2 separate regions of the Mus musculus genome follow, and region 2 is linked to region 1. The links are chromatin contacts, called in public Hi-C maps. All regions are on one chromosome and are shown on one strand. Each heading gives the region's core, a stretch centred on a gene start, on an enhancer-like site or on the middle of the called end of the contact. The rest is flanking DNA. Distances are from core to core; before and after follow the strand shown. Region 1 holds the start of Smlr1 (small leucine-rich protein 1). Region 2 overlaps Gm29571 (predicted gene 29571).

Region 1 (5,767 bases), core at 1,675-4,174:
AGCCCGAGTCCTCTGAGAAGAGGAAGCTTCATTTGAGAAAATGCTTCTGGAAGATTGGACTGTAGCCAAGCCTAGAGGGCAGCAGCTCTCAACCTGTGGGTCAAAACCCCTTTGGGGGGCAAATTTCACTGGGTTGCATATCTGATATTGCATATCAGGTATTCACACTATGGTTAATAATAACAAAATTACAGTTATGAAGTAACTACTGTAGGACACCCTTTCCTCTTCAAGTTGTTTTTCATCGTCATGGTATTTCATCACAGCAATAGAGACAATTGCTAAGAGAAACACTTTGTCTGCACAGCCGGTGACACAGTGCAGGGATGCTGGGCCACACTTCCAGCTGCAGGTTGGCCTTTCCAGGGTGTTCTGAGGAGTATGATTTGCTTAGACCTCAGAGGTATCTAAATACTTAAATAAAATACTGTGTGCTCACTTGTGTTTCTCATGTTACAGATATTTCCCCAGGGACAAGAGAAGCTGTAGAACATGTCATCTTTTTATAGGCCACCAGCGTCCCACAGAATCATCCTATCTATCATAACTGTTGAGCAGAGGCCACGGGGAGACTGAAATCCAAGAGGCTCTTGTGATCTGTTTGTCTTGTTTTGTGCTTGATGCGGTTTTGAGACACTGTACACTGTAGGGTTTATCCTGCTAAGGAGGCAGCTGCAGATAAAACAAGTATGTGAAGAATGCAAGTCCTTGACTGACACCCACTTCTGCTCTCCAGTGACAGTGGGAGCCCGGGGCACCTGTGCCTGGCCGTGCTCACTACAGCAACTGTGAGGGGCCTTCTGCGTAGAAATGTTTGTAGCCCCGGACAGTGAGCCAGTGTGCAGGATTGAGGGAACACTGCTGCAAATGTTTGGGGTCATGATTTTCAGATTCTTCTTTGTTTTGGAGTTTTTTCTGAGGTTTGGAATTCTTAAATATCTGGGTACAGAATTTCTAGAAGTCTGTTCTTGGGGACAGGGAGGGGTGTGATGAACTTTATGAAGAAAAAGATGTTTGGTGTGGGTCTTGTAGAGGACAGTGCAGTGTCCCTTAACCATCCTGCAGGAGAGCCCTTTGGAGCCCAACAACCCTTCACAAGGGTCACCAAGGACCATCAGAAAACACAGATGATTCATAACTAGCAAATTTATAGTCATGAAATAGCAACAAAAATAATTGTATGGTTGGGGGTCATGGCAACATGAAGAACTGTGTTAAAGGGCTGCAGCTTTAGTGAGGTTGAGAACAGCTGGGCTCCAGAGTTCTCCTGGAGGCCCTGAAGGGAAGCAGCATTTTGTAATGCAGTCTGCCATCTCGGGGTTCCCTGTGTTCTAAGTCTCACTGTACACATGAGCGCCCCTAGTTGTTCGGCTGCTGGGGCCTGATATTAGTAATTACTTAAGAGCACACAGGAATGCTTTGCTTGATCTTGGCGAGTTTTTGTAGACTGAGCAGAGACTTTACAATCGTTTTAAGACAGAGACTCATGTTATAGTCCAGGCTCAACTCAAATTTAAGCAAGTCTCCTGTCTCAGCCCCCTGGGTGCTAGAATCACAGCTGTGTACAACCATACCAGCTTTCAAACTTGTTTTTTTCAGTAGTTTAATATGAAACCGTCCAAATTAAGAAGCGGGTTGACTTTAGTGACGTGCCTAAAATAAGCATTAACCTTTATGGCATCTAGAACTTACTGAAAAACCAAATGAACATGCACCCTCTCAAAACACAGCTCGGCTCCAGAGCAAACAATCTCAGTCCAGGAACAAAACGCCCACAGCAGATCACCTAAAGCTTCTGAATGTATCCCGTGGTTTCCGGTTGGTTGGTTTGTTTGTTTTTTAAATCTACCCATCTTATGGAAAATCTCTGCTGCAGTCCAGATCCAATGTTTTGCGTTGGCTAAACGCCGATAGCACAATGCTTAGAACATTTCTTAAGCAGAAGTTCAGAGGCTGAAGAAGGCATACGCACATGTACATGATCATGGGTGTATACATGTGTGCAGAGTCATGAAAACCTGTGTGTGTGTGTGTACTATGAGTCCATCTTGACCTGCTGTATGCCTCACTTCACGCTTGAATCATTTTCGAGGTTCTGAAGGTTTATCTTGAGAAGGAAGCAGCAGAGATAAGATGTGGGGGTAGTACGATGGACTAGTTCCCACCTGGGCCATTCAAATCCCTTAAGTCTCTCAGCGGCACTCAGTGTCAGTGGGAGCCCAGTGCACGTGTGACTGACAGTAGTCCTTGTGAGGACTATGACATATACACACACATCTGTTACGTGGGGGAGGCAGACCGTGGACAGCATAGAGTCTGATGCCTTGAGAAATAAACAAGCAACCCTATGTCCAATTCGGTGATTCACAGTTGACTGTCTACGGGGAACCACAGTGAAGGACGCCCTATAGCAAGTGGACAAACCCTACGTACCTCATAACTTACAGAGTTGAAAGTATCAAACTTTGCCCCGTTCATCAAGAAAGGGCTGGAGGGTGGGGGAAGAAATCTGTCAATCAAACAGGTACATCTCCCCAGCTTCCCAGAGCACCTGCCGGCTTGGGTGTGTTTCAAGGATGAACCAAACCCTTCCTCGTGGGGTCTCACACTTACCTGCCATCAGTTTGATCCTGAAGTAGGCAAGAAGGAGGAGAAGCAGCAAGGTCACAGGCAGGAAGATCCCCAGGACCAGGACAGGGCCGGGGAGTTCCTGCAAGAAGATTGCCAGCACGGAGCTCATGGTCCCCACTGCTCGGGACAGGCGACTTGGCTCTGCTCTGTGGTTGTCCTTTCCCGAAGTTCTGGCCTTTGCTCATGCTTTTCCATGAAACCTGTTGTGGACTTTGCTCTGGCTTATTAGTGGAGTGAATACTGGAGCGCTGTTGGCAAGTTACTCTGTAACTCAGCTACAGTTGTAGAAGAACCGAAGAGTAAACCTCCCAAGCTGTCCTGGAGATGCGTCTTTGTCTGACAGGAAGTGGGATGGTCCTGGTAGGCTGGGGTTAAATATCTGACTTCAAACAAATGCCCTTCTCTCTATGTGTTTTCACAGAAACCCAGGCCCAGGGAGAACATTTACCCCTCTTCCTACATTTCAGAGCTGAAAATGTCGGAATTGTCATGGTAATGCCCATAGTTGATGTGACAGATACTGAGAAGGAAAAACACGCTTGCCACATGTGAAAACTGCCTGGTTGGTTCTGCTCTGAGTGCCTCTCTGGAGGGCACATTGATGGATTTGACAATCACTTAATTCTACTAGAGCCTGACCTTCAGTCTGGAAGTCAGATATACGCAGCAGAGACGTAGATGATAGCCGCAGGTGAGTGGGGGGGGGGGGGGGTCCAGACAACGGCAGGGCCCTGCCCTTTCCTAACTGCTGCAGCTCACTTTCCTCTCCGCTGTCTACTCATTTGCCTTGGCCCAAAATGCAGGCTGTTATGACAACTCCAGACTTCCAGGATAAGAGACGGCAATAAACTGGCAAATGCCAAGGTTCATGATCATCTATTGACTACCAGTGAGCTGCCTTGTACCAATTTAGGGGAAAACTTCCAAAGCTACTAGACTACTAAGGTTGACTAAAAGACTCATTTCCTAACTCAAAGGATCTTTAGAGACTTTGGAAAAGTTTGGGCTTTTTCTTTTTAAATTTCATTTTTATTTTATGTACATTAGTGTCTTGACTGCACAATATATCTGTTTGAGGGTGCCAGACAGACCCCTGCAACTGGAGTTACCTGCACTCGTGAGCTGCCATGTGGGTGCTGGGAATTGAACCTGGGTCCTCTGGAAGAGCAGCCAGTGTTCTTAACTACTGAGCCATCTCTCCAGCCTCAAGACCGAGGGAAAGTTTGCAGGAGATTGGTAACCACATTCAGGGCTTCACTTCCGACTTGTGTCCCCTCTCTGTCCCACCCCATAGGCTGCTGCTGGTGGGAAGCTGACAGAGTCCACTTTAAAGGACTGCCTTCAGTACCATCTACATTCTTCTACCTGGGACTGTGTGTGGCCATGCGGACAGGCTCTCACCTTCACTAAACAATTCAACTGGTAAGGGTAAAGGGGCCGGGGGGGGGCTTGCCTGGCATCCCTGAGTAAGTAACAAAGTTGGAAGGAGAGTGTTAGAACACCAGTATTGAGCCTGCATTCATTGAATGTATTTCCTTCTCTTCCTCTCTCCACAGAGGGCTGCTGCTGCTGTGGTTTGTGCATGCTCTCTGTTGAGATGGTTATTTGGTGCTTATTCAGCTGGGCTAGAATGCTGATTTGTAAAGTGTCAATCTTCAGAGAACCTTCATTAACTGGAGGCAAACAGGTTTGATGTTAGCCAGCTGCTAGGATGGATGTTCTGTATCCACCCACTCGGCAAGGCTTACCTGAATGCCTAGGCTTCGTTGAGTGTGGAGAAGAGGCAATGTGAATAACAGCGCTTAGCCCCAGATTCACATAGAAGCAAAGCTCTGGGGCGGCGCTGACTCGTTCCAATGAGAGGTCTGGGCTGTTCACAAAAAGTTCTCAGTGTCTGGAGCCTGAATAGCTGAAGCAGTCAGCTCAGATGCACATAAGCCCGAAGCATGGCAGGTCTGCGGAGAAAGGGAAAGAATAGACAGGGGCAGAAAGGCAGAGCTCATGTGGAGTTGAAGCTGGAAAGAGAGGTATTGGAGCTTATAGACTCTTTAGCCCTACTCAGGACAATGTTATGTGGACAGGGAGAGCCACCAAAGGTCTTTGAATGTAGATTTGCATGGACTTAGAAAGTATTTGACAACCCTTTAAGGAATAGAAGGAGAGATAACACTGGCTTAGTATGTCTCAAGGTGGACTCAAAATGCAATGGATGTGAGCTAGAAGTCAATAGTACAGAAGGGAGTGGGGACAGAGAGATAAGAACAGTTCTCATGGAATAATTGAGTGGGTAGAGGTGGATGCTACCAGTGCCTCCAGCCACCGTGGTACCTACTTTCTGTCTGGCTGAGCATGAGTTTATGATTTCTTTTGGTTTCCATGGTAAACTTATAAAGAACTTCATTTTACAGACGGAGAAATGAGGTCAAAAGCCTAGCCAGTGGCACATCCCTGTAAATTCCAAAGCTAGGCTTTCCGTTCCAGAGAACGTTCTCATCCATAATGACATGTCTGGCGTGTAATGGCAGTGGCCAGGAGATGGAAAGAAACTTAGACCTGACCCCAGGCAAGGCCACAGGTTTGGGTAGGGAAGATACACAGGGTTGTGTAGACGGTATGCTTTAAATGGTGAAGAGTCAGCTGGCCAGTGAGGACCAGGTAGAAAGGCAGAGTTCAAGGCAGGGGACCACACTCAGACTTTGCCACTGTGAGAGCAGCATATTCTTGTGTGTGTGTTCATTAATTAATTACTTATTCTTTTTATATCCTAATTGCTGCCCACCCCCTCAGAGTCCCTTCCCTCAACCCTCCTCCCATCTTCTCTGAGATTATGATGATCCCCTGGGTATCCCCCCACCCTGGTGCATCAACTTTACAGGATTAGGCACATCCTCTCTCACTGAGGCCAGACAAGGCAGCCCAGCTGGGAAACAGATTCCACAGACAGGCAGCAGCTTTAGGGACAACCCCTGCTCCAGTTGTTGGGTGACCTACGTGGAGACTGAGCTGCACATCTGCTACATATGTCCAGCCTGTGTGTGCTCTTTGGTTGGTGGCTCAGTCTCTGAGAGCCCCAAGTATCCAGGTTAGTTGACTCTGTTGGTCTTCCTGTGGAGTTCCTATCCCCTTTGGGGCCTGC
Region 2 (5,767 bases), core at 1,209-3,708, 61 kb after region 1:
GGCGAAGCCTGGCAGGATGGTCTGTAAGCCAATAGAGACACTGAAGACACTCTAGAGACAGTGAAGATGCTCATCTCAGGAAGAACTACATTCTACTCTTCAGGTCCCCACTTGCCTTAGTTAGGGTTACTATGCTGTGATAAAACACCACAGGCAAAGGCAGCCTGGGGAGGACAGGGTTTATTTGGCTTTTGCTTCCACATCATAGCTCATCATTAAAGGAAGGCAGGACAGGAACTCAAACAGGGCAGGAACCTGGAGGCAGGAACTGATGCAGAGACCATTGCAGGGGTGGGGTGGGTGGGTGGGTGAGTGGGTGGTGGTGGTGGTGGTGGTGGTGGTGGTGGTTACTGGTTTGCTCCTCATGACTTGCTCAGACTGCTTTCTTATAGAATCTTGGGCCACCAGATCAGGGATGGCACCATCCACAGTGGGCTAGGCCCTCCCTGTCAATTATTAATTAACACAATGCCTAACTGGCTTCTCTGATGGAGGCATTTTCTTCACTGAGGTTCCCTCCTTTCAGATGACCTCAGCGTGAGTCAACTTGACATAAGGATCTCGAGCACACCACTCTTCTGGAAGTTCTCCGTGAGCCCATGCCTTCACTTGGTTTAGAATCGCCAATGCTACAAGGCCATTGTCAGCATTGTGTGGCGCTGCAGAGAGAAAGGCTCCCACTCTCCCCCATCTTCTGCCTCTCTTCCCCTGTTCTTCTGATCATTTCCCAGGAAAGTGTGTCTTGTCTCCTGCAGACATTGATGGCTGTACTCAGACATAGCAATCACATGCTTGTCCTGGTTCTTGCTTGTGAGACAGATTATTTTGTTTTATCCAAAAATTCAGAATCTGCACGGTCTGAAATCATTGGACCATGCCAAATGTGTTCTTCTGTGGCCTGTGGACCTGCTTAGGCAGGATCTGGCTTTTGTTTTGAGTTGTTCTTCGTTTCCTCAGACTCCAATAGTACCCAAAGATCATGAATTCGTTTATACAAACAGCAGTATTTAAATGGGAGGATTGCAGCCCCCTCTATGCCCTTGCTAGCCCAGTCTTTTTAGGGTGAAATAATATTCTTTTGAATATTTATTCATTCATTACCTGAAGGATAACTTGGTGACTTCCAACTTTCGGTAATTATGAGTAAAGCTGCTGCAAACATTCCCGTGTAGTCACTTTCTTGTGTAGACAAATCTTCAGTTTATTTAAGAGAACTACTGAGAAGTGGAACCAATGAGTCAAAGAGCAAGAGAAAAACAATGCAACAATGTGCCATTTTAGAGGTAACTGGGAATAGTCTTCTAAAGTGACTGTATCATTTGTGTCTCTAACAGTAAAGAACGAGATATCTCTGTGTTCCACATTCCCATCATTATTTGGTGGTGTCGACAAGCAGGATTTTGGCCCTTCTGGGAGATGGGTGTGTGGCCATGGATCATAGGTGCTTCAGTCACAATCTCATGAGAACATAGGATTGGGAAAATCTTCTGTGTTCATTTGCCACCTGTCCCTTCCCAGGTGATGTGTCTGTGAGGCCATCTTCTCTTTTTTTGATTGCCAAGCATTCTTTGTTGGCACTCCTTGTGTGTTTCTCACAGCCATCCTTTTATAACATGACTTGCTGTATTATTAACCTTGTTTTATATTTTGTTGTGTTATCAACCTTGTCTGCGTTGTACCTTGCACCAATTGATTATGACTGAGTAATTACAAACCTCAGTTTGTCTGTTGTGATATAGAGTGGGACAAAGTCGAGTTGGCTAAATTTGAAACATGTTTCACAGAACAGAGTATGGGTGTAGGAAATGGAAAATGAGACAAGTTAGCCTTTTAAAATGTCATGTTAAAATCAGGCTGCCACTCTAATGAAGCAAACCACAGGGCCTTTTCTGTAACTTGGAAATCCAGTTCTCTGTCCTAATTTAGAATGAGGCTGCTTCAGTTCTAACTAATGTCTCCAGGCACTTCAACAAGGAACTTTTTTTGCCAAGTAGTTTTTTGATCGGCTTGCAAGAGGAGTTTGCCTGAATTTAAGTAGGCCATGTTTTCTTTCCCATCTCAACAGAAACATGCTTTATTAAAAGCTGAAACAAACGAAATGGAGACTGATTTTTAAAAAAAAGTGAGTCTGAAATGTTATCAAGTTAGTTGCACATTTTTTTTTGTTTTAAGCTTTATTTATGTGTTTTATCTATATGAGTATTCTATTTGTATGCATGCCTGTATGGCAGAAAAGGACATCAGATATCATTATAGCTAATCATAAGCCACCATGTAGTTGTTGGGAATTGAACTCAGGACCTCAGGAAGAGCAGTCAGTGTTCTTAACTACTGAGCCATTTCTCTAGCCCCTAGTTGTACAATTCTTAAAAGTTTCAAATTCAAACGGTAAAAAGCTCCTATACGTGAGACATCACTCTTCTCTCTAGCCCTTGGTGACCTCTCTTTCTTCTGAACATGTGGGCCTGTAGTACAACTGATAGCCACTGTTTGATGTTTATTTTGGAAACATTCTGTTGCCTGATGTTATTTAACTTTCCTCTTTCATTTCCGCAGCTGGGAATTTCATGAATCTGTTTCTGCAGATGCAGAACCCAGAACCAATAGGATATACTTTGCAGATAGAGGTTTGTTTTAAGGATTTGGCTTGTGGGCTTCTGGAACTGGCAGACCCCAGATCTGTAAAGCAGGCTGTGGCTGGCAGTTCAGCTGATGTAGCTAGCTTGAGTTGAAATCTGCAGGGAAAGCCATGGGATTGGAGACTCAGGCAAGGTTCTTGTGTTGCAGTGTGGAGGAAGAATTTCTTTCTGTTTGAATTTGTCTTTCTTGTGACTCTCTTTAGCCACCTGCATGAGGGACATCTGCTTTACCTAGGTCAGATGACTGTGCTAACGACATCCAATAATAAATATGCTTCTACAACAGCTAGTGTTTGACCAAACATCTGAGACAATAATGAGGCACACCAGCATTTGAAAGCTGAAATAACAAAATGTATTTTTGTGTGTGTGTGTGTGGTCTTGATAGTGTTTATTATTAATTGAGTAAGTACATACATGTTCTTAGATGAATAAACACTAACTAGTGTTCTAGTGTACTTAGTGTTCTCTTTTTATGTTGTAAAATTTTGTTTATTGTGTGTCGGTCTGTCTCTGTCTCTCTCACACCTATTTATAAAACTTCCTGCATAAGTATGTCAGTCATATTCATAGTTAATCTTCACAGTGTGTGTGTGTGAGTGTGTGTGTGTGGTGTGTGTGTTTGGGGTGTGTATGTGAGTGTGAGTGTGTGTGTGTGTGTGTGTGGTGTGTGTGGTGTGTGTGTGTGTGTGGTGTGTGTATGTGTGTGTGTGTGTGTGGTGTGTGTGGTGTGTGTGTGGTGTGTGTGGTGTGTGTGGTGTGTGTGGTGTGTGTGTGTGAGTGTGTGAGTGTGTGTGCGTGTGGTGTGTGTGTGTGTGTGTGTGTGTGTGTGTGTGTGTGTGGAGGGTGATGTAAACCATGGTAGGTAGAGGTCAGAGAATAACTTGAGGGGTTTGGTTTTCACTTTGACTTCACTGTATGGGGTCCAGGGGTTGAACTCAGGCTGTCAGGCTTGGGAGCAGGTGCCCCTTATCTATTAAGCAACCTACTTCACCCAGATTTAATTTTAAAATATTCAGAGTATAGACCAACAATACTAATCATGATTGCATGAAAGTTAGCCGTACACAATAATAAAAGGAAATATCATTTAAGGAGACAGAAGCAACCTGAGCAATGGAAAGTGACAGGTGGTGGGCTTGGTCTGCTTTAAGGACAGTGAGAAAACAGACTGTACAGGTGGGTTGTGATGGCTTGAATGAGAAATGTCCCATAGTCTCAGGCATCTGAGTACTTGCTCTAAGTTAGGGGTGCTGTGCTTGGGAGATTAAGAGGTGTGGCCTTGCTGCAAGAAGTATGTCACCTCACTTCCAGTTCCCTCTGTCTGCTTCATGCTTGTGGTTCAAGATGTGAGCTCTTCCCTTTCTGCCTCTTCTGCTGTGCCTGTAGCTGGCTGCCATGCTTCCCTTCCGTGATGGATGCTTATCCCTCTGGAACCACACATCAAGATAAGCCCTTCCTTATTATATAAGTTGTCACAGTGCCTGGGTTACACCCTACTCCCATCCACTCCTCCCTTTGTGATAGTTCTGCTCCCTGTCTAAACAAGCCTGAGATTTGGAAGACATTCACTTAGAAGTTACCTCTTTCTATCCATTCTTGCTATATTCTTCACTTCAGTTGCAAGAACATAGGTTCCAATGGAGAGACAGAGCAAAATTGTTTATGGGGTAACCAACTACTCTCTGGATTAGATTTGAAGTCTGGTGCACAGGGGAGAATTGGTGTCTGGTGCTGCACATGTGGACAAAACCCATGGCTACAGGAAGCCATAGCCTAAAGGAGACCCCACTAATGCTGACTTACTAACTGGTCATATTATCAAAACTGCCTTCTAAATATCTGTTTACATCCATAGATTTGTGCTGGTTCAACCTTTGTCAGGGAAACATCTTATTCAGTGGGTAGTAGTTAATGGAGAGACTCATACTGTCCTAAGTGCTGACAGTAAATGGCTGTGAGTGTCTAGCTGCACATGGGATAGCTATATTAGCCATACCCCCAAGGCTCAGGAAACATGGAAGAAGAGACAGAAAGAATATAAGAGCTGGAGGATGAGAAGGAATCCTGTAGATTGTAGTTCACCTCCACATGAACCAAAGACCTCAATATAAGGCCAGAAACATTGAATCTGATTGATAGGAAAGAAAGTGGGGAATAGTCTTGAACTCATTGGCATGGGGAAAGGCTTTCTGAACAGAACACCAGTAACACAGGCACTAAGATCAACACTTAATAAATGGGACCTCATGAAACTGAAAAGCTGTATGGGAAAAGAGACACCGTCATTGGAACCAAGCATCAGCGTACAGAATGGGAAAAGATTCATACTGATGTGTTAGAATGGTGGGTCACACCTCAACAGCACACTAGGCCAGGACAGTTCTATGTGGAAGAGGTTTCATTGGGAGGGAGAGACAAGGTGGTAGCAGAAAGGAAGGAGGGGGAGAAGAGAGAGAGAGGGAGGAAGAGGGAGAGGGAAAGGAAGAGGTAGTGGTAGAAAGAAAAGAGGGAGAGAGGGAGGGTGAGGGAGAGGGAGAGAGGGAGAGGTGCGTTCCCCTTATTTATATGGAGAATGTCCGTAAACAGCAGGCAGGAAAAGGTGGGAGGTGAGCCAAGTGGATTCTGGGAATACACTGCAAGCCATGCTGTCACCTATGTGATGTCATAGGTTGGGGAGGTCCTAATGCCAGCACTTACCCCCTCCACATCAGATAGAGTACTAATACCCAAAATACATAAAGAACTAAAAAATCCAGATATTAAGAAAACAAATAATACAGTTAAAAATGGGGTACAGAACTTAACAAGGAATTCTCAAAGGAGGAAACGCAAATGCTTAAAAACTCTTAAAGAAATGTTCAGTATCCTTAATTGTCAGTGAGATGAAAACTGAAACTACTTTGAAATGGCTATGATCAATAAAACAAATGAGAGCTCATGCTGGCCAGGATGCGAAGGAAAGTGAAACTTGTCCATTGTGGTGGGAGTGCAAAGAGCCAATATGGAAATCAGTGTGGCTGTGGCAGTTCCTCAGGAAGATGAGAACTGATCTACCTCAAGTTCCAGTTATACCACTCTCGGGCATGTATAAAGGATGCTTCATCCTACTACAGAGACACTTACTC

What was found. A called contact is a pair of places that touch in the nucleus more often than the background predicts.
Region 2: a Hi-C map of liver shows a contact between it and region 1, with 2.1 times the contacts expected there. The contact joins the enhancer-like site here to the promoter of Smlr1 in region 1. A contact is called at or near these places in 4 of 484 Hi-C or Micro-C datasets (the HL-1 cell line, liver and uterus) and 4 of 115 datasets of contacts at active chromatin or transcription factors (embryonic stem cells, hepatocytes, intestinal villus epithelium and 1 more).

What each region holds. Positions count from the first base shown.
Region 1 is chr10:25,533,348-25,539,114 of GRCm38.p6, forward strand. Smlr1 (small leucine-rich protein 1) reads right to left here and starts at 2,925. Exons shown (of 2, transcript NM_001195596.1): 1 at 2,614-2,925. The coding sequence starts at 2,740. It overlaps Gm29571 (predicted gene 29571), which reads left to right and starts at 3,039. Exons shown (of 4, transcript NR_136909.1): 1 at 3,039-3,322; 2 at 3,926-4,053.
Region 2 is chr10:25,594,478-25,600,244 of GRCm38.p6, forward strand. The region is part of intron 3 of Gm29571 (predicted gene 29571); the gene reads left to right. Among named protein-coding and RNA genes, the nearest start is that of Gm36908, 24 kb to the right of the region's middle. Within about 2 kb of position 2,459, at least 4 of the 459 cell types and tissues checked have an H3K27ac peak or open chromatin away from gene starts, as enhancers often do. A contact at or near this core is called in hepatocytes and liver, where this site is marked.